Linked DNA regions of Anser cygnoides: region 2 is linked to region 1. Evidence: chromatin contacts called from public Hi-C data. All regions are on one chromosome and are shown on one strand. Each heading gives the region's core, a stretch centred on a gene start, on an enhancer-like site or on the middle of the called end of the contact. The rest is flanking DNA. Distances are from core to core; before and after follow the strand shown. Region 1 holds the start of SETD7 (SET domain containing 7, histone lysine methyltransferase). Region 2 overlaps LOC106046692 (a long non-coding RNA gene).

Region 1 (4,851 bases), core at 1,080-3,579:
GGGATAGAGCAGAGTATGTATTTTACATGTATTTATGAAACACAAACTGTGCCAATCTTGCAATATATCCAATTGTAATCATACCAGGCTTTCAAAGTAGCAGCAAAAAACAGTCTGGATCATCATGAGAAGTACCTTCATCTAATTACAATGTGGGGTTGCTTTTTGTTAAAGCGGTGCTTTTTCACAATCCCACATACACACAATTTTTTTTCTCCTTAAAATGTCTTTACCTGGTCTCAGCTCAGGGGAGTTCAATTGCAGTGGCTTGAGAGAGACTGTCAGAACCCTTTCAGGAAAACGGAGAATGAGCACATCTGCACTGCGGTGTAAAGGCTGCATGTACGTGGTGATCAGTGAATACCTGGGGCATACAGCTAGGTGGGGGCTAAATATTCCTCACCTCCCATGTTTCAGACATCCTCCTAAATTAAATGTTTCTGGAACAACCTGTAAATCTCCAGAGAAGAGGTACAGCCTGCCTCTCCCATTCAGCAGAAGAGGAGGAAATGCACTATACAAAGCTATTTCCCATTCTTCTCTTTGACTTGCCTTGTGAGAGACTTAATGTGTGCCACAAAAGCTACCAGCCTGGAGACGGGGTGTTATGGACCTTGCGTTCACATAATGTTTGAGGGGAGAGTTATACAAAGTCACATTTCTTTTGTCAGCGCATACGATTATGCCTGAAGATTAGAAGGAACTCTCCTAGATGCTTCACCCTGTGGAAATCAGGGCGGCATATGCTCAGTGATTTGCTCACAGGCTAAAGCTGCTGTGGCCCAATATGATCATCTTGCCTGACTGCCTGTATAATACAAATTGGCAGCATTTCAACAATGAATAATAATAACTCATTAATAAGTTATGGGAGCTGAGAGTCAGTGGTGTTTCCAGACGTGAGAATACTTCCTGTAGCACACAGCCCCGCTGGCTCTGTGCATGGTATCTCTGGTTTCCAGCAGGTAGTCTTGGGAGAATTGAGGGCTGGTCTGTGAGATGCAGATCCTGTATGACTTATGTCTGGATCAAAAGGAGGTTTAAAGTCTTTCCTGTTGCTATTGACCAATTGGAAGCGGATCCCCATGCCAGCGTGATTGCTCTGATATGTGGAATGCAGGGGATTAAAGGAGATTCAGCAAGAGATTTGAGGACATGTTGGTTGTACATCTTTTGTCTCCCTCGCAACTCCTAGTAGATTTGAGACAACATAGCACTTGCTATTTTTTAACTTGCTAACCCTGGAGAAAGATCTTTTTTAATTAGTAGATGACTTCAGCTCTAAGGATTTTTTTCATCCATACTCGCATAAGGAAGTTTAATTTCATCTTTGCAGAAATCAGCTGTGCTTAGGAGGCGGGACATAAATTGTGCTCTTGTTATATATGCTTATGTTTAGCCTTTTCCGATGCCTCTAGGAGATAAGGCAGATCTTAGCGTTTGCTCGGGTAGGTGGTGAATCAGACCCTCCCTCCTGGCCAGCTCTTCCATGCAGCTTGTGTTACAGGTGTTCACGATGGTGTGCCGCTGTTATTGCCTGCATCTTCATCCTTTAAGAGGCTCTGTTGGTAACGTTGGCACCCAGTGGCAGCGTGATGCTTGCTTCACCCCAGCTACCAGGGGAATGTAGCAGAGCCAGTCGTTGGCATAACTGAAAAACTGACACTTTTCCAAAGTGCCTGCTCTAGTTAAGCATTCAGCTGCTCCTAAACTTCTGTCAGGTGGGATGCCCTGTTCCCTGAGACTTATTTGGAAGTCTTGTGCGATTTGGCCACGCTAACAGAGGAGGCTAATGGCAGGGACAAGACCTGGAGCCAGGTACCCAACTGCCACCCTTGAGCTGTAAATCCCAGGCCCTGCACCATCCTCACGCTTGCTGTACCCCAGGTGGCAGGTTGGAGAGCACCTGGGGACCGTGACACAGCTCCGTTGAGAAAGACAGCATAGGAAGCTGATGTTGTTGGTGCCATATTTGCATGGGCAGGTCTTGAAAAGGACATTCCCTAGAGAATATCTTCTTTCTTATCTTCCTTCCTTCAGTTCTCTCTCTGACCTGTGCAGACTCAAGTCAGGTCCAGCCCTCTCACATCTAAGGCAGGCTTTGATTCAAATTCTCTAGGACCGGTGATATTCCTGACGCGTCCCATGGCTCTCTGCTCAGTTCCTGCTTCATTTGTGTGCACGCCTTCAGCTCCTTTCTGCCTTTCTCCCCGTCACCCTCGCCATTTCTTCCCGTGATCCTTGCGGCCTCTCCTCACCGACTAGAGGCCCTGCCCTCATCTTCCCTCTCCCGCTTGCTCACACCCCATGCCCACCACCACTTCCCCTTCTCCCCCTTGACATCTGTGGACCCTCGCAGCTTTCTTTTGGCCCTCAGAGCAGTTGTGCTTCGACGCCCAGAGCCCGGCCATCATCGCCTGGGGCCTGACAGGGGAGTGGGCCGCCATCCCGTGTCGCGTTGCTTAGCAACACCTTCCTCCTCTGACAGCCATCTCCCCTCCAGCGCCTGCTGAGGTAAGCTCAACGCCTGAGAGCAATATTACAGCCGCGGTTGCTCCCGTCGGTCCTTGCTTATTATTTATGGTTATTGCCGTGAAAGGATTTGGGAATATTTCTTCACATCCTTCCTTGTTTAAGACAGATATTCTTACATACTTTTGTGGCATGCCTGCATAATTAATGAATGGTCACTGCATTTTGGTGTACATGGCATGCAGTCTTAGCTTTTTTCTTTTCTTTTTTTTTTTTTTTGAAGTACTTGCTAGTTCTGGGCGTTTCTATTTTTCAGCCCCAAATTGAAACACCCAGGGCTTTCTACTCAAAAGTATAAAAATCTGATGTAAGACAGTCAGGCTTAACTGCTTCAAATTCTGGACAATGCTTTTATGTGCTCATATATTTAACAAATTCTGCTCTGAATCACTTTCTGTCCATTTTAAAAGGACATTGATGCTAACATTAAGATTTCCAAATGAAAACATTTCCATGAACAGAGATAAAGCAGCCAGGGCTTTTCCTGATGTCTGAGTTCTCTACTTTATCTGTCTGCACTTTCCTCTTCCACACTAAGTCCAGTTTAGTCTTTCTGGTTTGCATTTGTGGATGTGCTGAAGAGGAACTATAGCTTCACTTGTCTTCTGTTTTTCTCTAAAACACTGCAACAAGAAAGACAGACTTCCTTTTTTTTTTTTCCTCTGATCTTACACAGAAAATCCTGCTGAGGTACTCCCTTGGCTTCTCCTTTCTTGATAAATATTTGTTGCTCAGGACAGATCTGGAAGGCTTTGTTCGTGCTGCTGGCTAGTTACGTGCTGCTGGATCGTCTGCTGAGCTTTGATTCAACTCTAGATAGGTTTTATTCCATTTGCTAGCACTGAGTGACTTTCTAGCTCGTGAAAAGATCTGACAGGCAGGGGAGAAGTTTGTTTTATATTGGAGTAGCGCTCTGCTGTGACACATGCATATGTATATCTGCCATTGCCCTCTGCTGGGATATGCCAGAACTACTGGTGTGGGCCCGCCGCTAGCTGAGCTGGAGGAGCTGGTTTAATTTCCTGAGTAGAAGCCTCTCCTCTACTTTAAGAAATTACCTGTTTTGGATGCATGTAGCTGCCTGGCAAGAGAGATAGGTGCTTTTGTTCAGCAGGTGACTGTCACGTAGCGCTCAGCACAACAAGCAGCACAGGAGCTAACTTAGCACATAAACCAAACATCCACCCCACTGGTTCACATGCTGTGGGTGAACATAAAAGCCATCTCTGTTGTAAAGCAGAGTTTAAAAAAAAAAAAGAAAAAAAGAGAAAAAAAAAAGATGGGGCTGTAATTTTTTTTAACTCATGCAGCTCTTTTTATGATTGAGCTGGCTTTACAGTTGGTAGGTATATACAGAGTTGCTCTGCTCGTCACTATCCATTTTAGGTTGTACATTTGGTTATCATTTGTATATTTTAATCTGTTGGAATTGAATGCAGATACAGTTTCTGAGCACAGTGCTGAGGTATGTTGCCTGATCTACATCTCTACTCAGCACAAGGGTCAGCAGAGGAATGAAAGTCCCAGTCTAAAAGCTGGAAAAAAAGATGGAAGAGTCTGAATCCACTTTTGAATCCAGTTTTCCCACAGTTGGGGTTGTTAAGGTCAGTCTTTTTGAAAGGGCTTTATAGAGTGAAGGCCTTTGAAAGGCCTTAAATGAATAACCTTTATAGAAATGAAGGCCTAGCACTAAGACACCACAACAGAGAGGTACACCTGTGAGGAGGAAGCAGCTCCAACTTTTGTGGTATTGCACCAGCTGGGAAGGAAGAGAACGATATGGCCTAGCTGTTCCTCAGAGAAGGAAAACAGGCCATAAATCCAGATCACTTAGCCTAGACAGACTGGTTTAGCCTAGACAGACTGATTTAGGAGGAAGTTCTCTGAAATCAAACCAGGACAGAAGTGATATGTGGTAGCAACCCACTGCCAGCCCTTCCTTTATGGAAACTGCAGCAAAGAGGAGCAAAGGTATATTTTGTGGAGGGTGGTTGGTTGGTTTTTAATTCACACTTCTGTTGAAACACAGACTGCTCCATGGCCGAATTGAGAGATCTGAGAGAGTTTCATGGCTGCACTGACCAAGTCACCTAGTCAGCAGTGGCTCTGCACTTCAGGTAGGTACAATAGCTTGTGAAAGAGGAGTCCTGTGAAATTCTGCACAGATGTGGAGAGTGCTTTGAAATTCATGAACGAGCGCAGTCCAGTGGTGTGTAGCTTTTGGTTGTCTTAAGCTTGTAACCCCCTAAGAGTTTTCTGGTGGAAACAAAATGTAGAATGGTCTTGGGGTTGTTAAGTCACCTTCCAGAGACCACTTAG
Region 2 (4,851 bases), core at 874-3,373, 270 kb before region 1:
TTTTGCATGTTGCTGCAGAAATCTGCAGCAAGGAAGTGTTTGTATTAAGATGATTAAGAAGAAGTGTTTGAATAAGGCTTTTAAAATTTATATTAATTTGGGATCCGTGTTTTTAGTGGACTTGAACTGCAGGTATCTGTCTGGATTATACAGTATACCATGTTTACCAGATTTTTTTTGCTTTAAATATAAACCATTTTAACAAAAAATAATGTTTTAAAGTCCTAGTGAATATAAGCCATTGTTGCATTTCAGAAGGAAAGTAGATAATGAGGTACTTCAGCTATGCTTTAGCTGGACAGGTCTTAAAAATATTCACTGCTCCTGTTGGCTGTATGTGTTCAATAATTGTTTTGAGGAGCTAGATTTTTTTTTTTCAGGAGATCTTACAATGTGTGTAAGTGAGCCAGCAGGATCATTGTTTCTGAAGTAGAAGTTTCTTCTGGTAAATTTCACACAATAAAAGAAACAGTAGGACAAAATGTAATGGTTAGACTTTTATTTATTTATTTGTTTTAAACCCAGGGACATTTTTCAACCTCAGTGTTCTATTAAACTACAACTCTGTTGTGTTCCTCATTGGAAAGAGCTGTACTTCTCTTCCAAGCAGAGATCACAGTGTGTTTGGCTTATAAACTTTGAGAAGAAAGGAAAAACAAATCACACTAGTCAAAGCAGTGCAAGTATGAAAAAGAAAGTGAAGGTCTGGAAATATTTTACATTTGCATACCACCTCCTTTCCCAGCATCCACAAGGTTACAATAATGCATTACAGATTCACAGTACCCTCATAAATTGTGTATTGCTACCTCCGTTTTATTGATGGGGAGCTGAGATGCAAAAATACTTGTGGTTTCTTAATTCATGCAGTAAGCCAGTAAGAAAACTGGAAATAGTACCTCCCTACCCCCTTCTGATTCCTAACTGTGTTTTAAGCAAAACAGCATTTTTTTTCTGTCATAAAATAGTAGGAAAAAAATGGAAAGGATCTCTGGCAGTCATAAAAGTTCATCCCCATTAAGAGTTCCACTGTGTTTATGTCAGTCTTGAAATATTTGTTTAACCTCTTCTCTTGTGACAAATATACCACAACCTCTCCTGGCAGTCTTCCGACATCTCTCTGTGTTTATCATTTAAAAAGTTTGCTGCAATTTAAATCTATTACTTTTTGTTCATGATGGGCATGGAGAACAAATTACTCCTTTCTTTTGAAAACTGTGACCATACTCATGAGTCTTCGCACCTTGAGATTAACCAATTGCAGTTCTTCCGATCTTTCACTGTAAGTCATGTTTTCGAGCCCTTTGATCATGCTCATTGTTCTCCGCTGCTCTCTCCAGCTGTCTCAAACCAACCATGCTGGTTGTGCTTTCCCCGCAGAATGACATTGCTTATTCGTGTTGCTCGTCCTGTGGTGGAAGCCCCTTTTCCTGCAGAAGGGTTACCCACCCTGTGTGGCAGCCTGGTGTTTGTCACACACCTGAGCAGGGGCTCTTCCCATCTTGTTACTGCTTTGTGCTTCTCGTCCATCAGTGGAGAGCACTCAAAAGACCCTTGGTTTGGTGGTTTACAGCTAGACTCTCTCGTCTGTTCTAGATTGGATGTGTAGAGATGAGGAGAATGCGAAACAGAGAGATGGGCCATTACTACTGGAGACACTGTCATAAAATAATTCATTTTATATATTCTTCCTTCTCAAGTGTAAGTCATCGTCTTGTCTACTCTGTCTTGATTGGGAGATTGCTCCAGGACAGCAATCAGGTGGTTAAAATATTTGCTTCAGTTTCTGCTTTAACCATATTTACTTGGTCTCAGGACAGAACCTTTTCCCTCTCTGCTGCTGACACTTGTGCAAAGAGCAGTCCTGTCCTCTCTTGCCTTGTGAGGCCCTACGAAAAGGAGAACTTGTGTCTGTTTCTCTCAAAACATGCTCTCTGTAAAGCCTTGCCCAGGTCGGAGACGACTTGGGGCCGGCTCGGTGGCGCAGTGCCGCCGCTCGGCCCCCAGGTGGCGGCCGGGGCCGGGGCCGGGGCCGGGGCCGGGGCCGGGGCCGGGGCCGGGGCCGGGGCCGGGGCCGGGGCCGGGGCCGGGGCCGGGGCCGGGGCCGGGGCCGGGGCCGGGGCCGGGGCCGGGGCCTGGCGGTGAGGCGAGGCGAGGCGGCTCCAAGAGCTGCGTTCAGCGCTGTGCCCCCCTCACAGGCCGAGGCTGTGGAAAAGTAAGCGGTGGTTATTTGGTGTGTGAGCTCCCAGGCTAGGGGCTGCAAGAAATGCGAAGAAATGCAGCCTTTGAGAGAATTTTCCTGACATTGCCAGCGTGCCGCTTCCTGCTGCGAGGATTCCGCCTGTAAGGCAGGAGCAGCACACCACAAAGGCTGCAGAAAGATAAGAGAATTTCCACACAGAGCTTTTAGCGGGTGGGTGAGAGCTGGAGCTGCGAGAGCGCTGCACTTCGCTGATCTACCTGTAAACTTCAAAGTTTAGAAAGCGGGGGTAGGAAATTCAGATATCTTTACAGACAACTTTCCCTTTAAAAAGAAAAAAAAGAAAAGCTACAGGTGCAGGCTGGTGGCACTGATTGCTAGATTAAGCAACCAAGCAGCTGTTTCCCTGCAGGAGCTGGCACAGCCAGTGTCTGGTGCTGGGGTGCCATGGGGAGCACAACACGTACGTGGATCCCTTGTGCTCTACTCCTCAGGTTAGATGCAGTGCTTGGCGTGTGTGTGTTCTCTGACATCCTATTTCTCCTTGTATTTTTAGGGTTTAAAGTGTGTTGAGGTATCATGCCAACTCAGGAGCGACACGTGTTTAAACGACACTTGGGCTCGGGGCAGCAGCACGGGTGCTCGCTGTAGTGGCATGGCACAGGCTGCCTCCATCCAGGAGGGCGCTCCGTCTGCAGCGGCCTCTTGGCTGAGGTGCTGAACCCTTCACAGGCAGCCTTTGGCCTGCTCCCAGCGAGGTTTGTTCCACTGCTGGAGCTGCCTTGGCATAGCCTCCCTGGGCCACGGGCTGTACAGGGAATCTAGTTGGTGCTGAGGACAATGCTGCATGCGTTTCAAGATGCTTTACGTTGTACTGGCGCTGATCAGGAGCAGTGGACTGAATACTTGGTTGTGACTGGAACACACCTTCCAGTTTAGCTTCATTCAGAAATAATCCAGTGTCAGACTGCTCTGTGACATGAACCAGCCATGACAGAATGATCAGGAGAAATCTCTTTAAAAAGCACATTCATGATGTGAAACAGTAACACAGATGCACCCTGTGCATGTTTTTCTGAACACTTTGTCCTCCGGTCCTACAACCCTTACTCATTTCTAGTACCATTTATGTAATTCACCTATTCCATGAAGTTTAGAGGGACTGCTGGCCCAATCCTTGGAACTCAGCTGTGATCAGCTGCGATGGAACAAGAGCTTTCGAAGAACAGTATGTCTTTGTGGATTTCAGAAGGGCAGATAACTGCAGCTTTCTTTCCAAACCTGAGACCAAGACCAGGTAGTGGTTATTTTAAATGAAAAGAATAAGATTTTTCAGATGTCTGTATGTAAAATATACCACTTTTTTTTTCTTTATTCTCTCAGTGTCAGCTAGAAAAAAAAAAGTAAGAAAGGTGTAAGCCCGTCTTTGAAAGTTCACAGAACCTCATTCCATCCCTCTTATTCATGCTGAGCAATATTGTAACAGTATCTACAAAATCTACCTCAATTAAACAGTATCTGTACAATTTCCATTCAGTATTTGGAAATTTAAATGTGAGTACCCACGTTGAGCACATCTGATCCTTGCTAGAGGTACATACACAATGCCTGTTCACATTTTTAATGGTTTTTATTCTCATTATGGTGTATATATATTCAAATAAAAAGAACCTATCTGTTTTCATTTCTGAAGAGCATTTGCATTCTGTGCTGTGGTAAAGAGGTAAGTTATTCTAGAGCATTTGCATTTAGTAGGGGATTCTTACAGTTGATGCTGGATTGTTGTATTTTATACTAGAACTGGCCAGTGGAATTACCACTGAATCACTGAAAGCAGAGATGGAAAAGCCCAATTAGATCATCTAGCCTTTCTCCTTCCTGGTATAAGATTATTGTGTACCAGATACTTCAGTGCTTTTTCCAGTGTAGTTTTAAAAGTCTCCAGGGATGTGCCTTGTGTCTCTTCCTTCAGGCAAATATTCCATAACCTTCTGCACTTCACCGTTAGAAATCTTTTCCTGAGATTTGACCTAAATTTCTCCTTTCTTAAGTACATTCCATTTGCTGAAGATTTATTACCTTGAACCATTCTAAGTAATTCCAGTCACTCTTTGATATTGACATCTCTAACAGGCTGTGTTCTTTCTTAATGCTTTGTCCCTTAATCAGAACAGCTCTCCATGCTTAGCCTGTCTTTACAGACTTACACTGCCTCTACTTTAGCCTGTGGGCTAGTAAGGATTTTTTCTATATTCATTGCACTTCCATCTTATGTTCATTTTCTTGAGGCTGACTTTTATGACAGTGACTTTTTCATGATTAACATGCCTGAAATTGCAGTTTTTCTCTGAAAGAAAATTGTAAAAATGCTGTCATTGGGCACTAGGTTATTATCTTCTGAAGATGTACAGATAGAAATAAAAGATTATCTCTAATTACCAGGCCTGCAAATTTAGCCAGAAACTGTCTCCTGCATCACACTAATACATTCTGATTTCAGGGTAAGTTAATAATGGCTCATGATGCAAAAAGAGCATAAAAAATCTTTCCTACTCTGCTGTGCCAAAACTATGATAGCAGTTTTACTTTTCTCTGCTAGCTTTTGCTCTTAGCAAAGAGTTAGCCAAGACCAAATTCTCAGTGAACGTGTG

What was found. Hi-C and Micro-C count contacts between places; a contact is called where the count stands out from the background.
Region 2: a Hi-C map of liver shows a contact between it and region 1, with 2.0 times the contacts expected there. The contact joins the enhancer-like site here to the promoter of SETD7 in region 1. A contact is called at or near these places in 2 of 7 Hi-C or Micro-C datasets (both in liver).

The regions. Positions count from the first base shown.
Region 1 is chr4:40,965,242-40,970,092 of Taihu_goose_T2T_genome, reverse strand. SETD7 (SET domain containing 7, histone lysine methyltransferase) reads left to right here and starts at 2,329. Exons shown (of 9, transcript XM_013189178.3): 1 at 2,329-2,514; 2 at 4,562-4,649. The coding sequence starts at 4,601.
Region 2 is chr4:41,230,398-41,235,248 of Taihu_goose_T2T_genome, reverse strand. The region is part of intron 3 of LOC106046692 (a long non-coding RNA gene); the gene reads left to right. Among named protein-coding and RNA genes, the nearest start is that of MAML3, 25 kb to the right of the region's middle. Within about 2 kb of position 2,123, at least 1 of the 3 cell types and tissues checked has open chromatin away from gene starts, as enhancers often do. A contact at or near this core is called in liver, where this site is marked.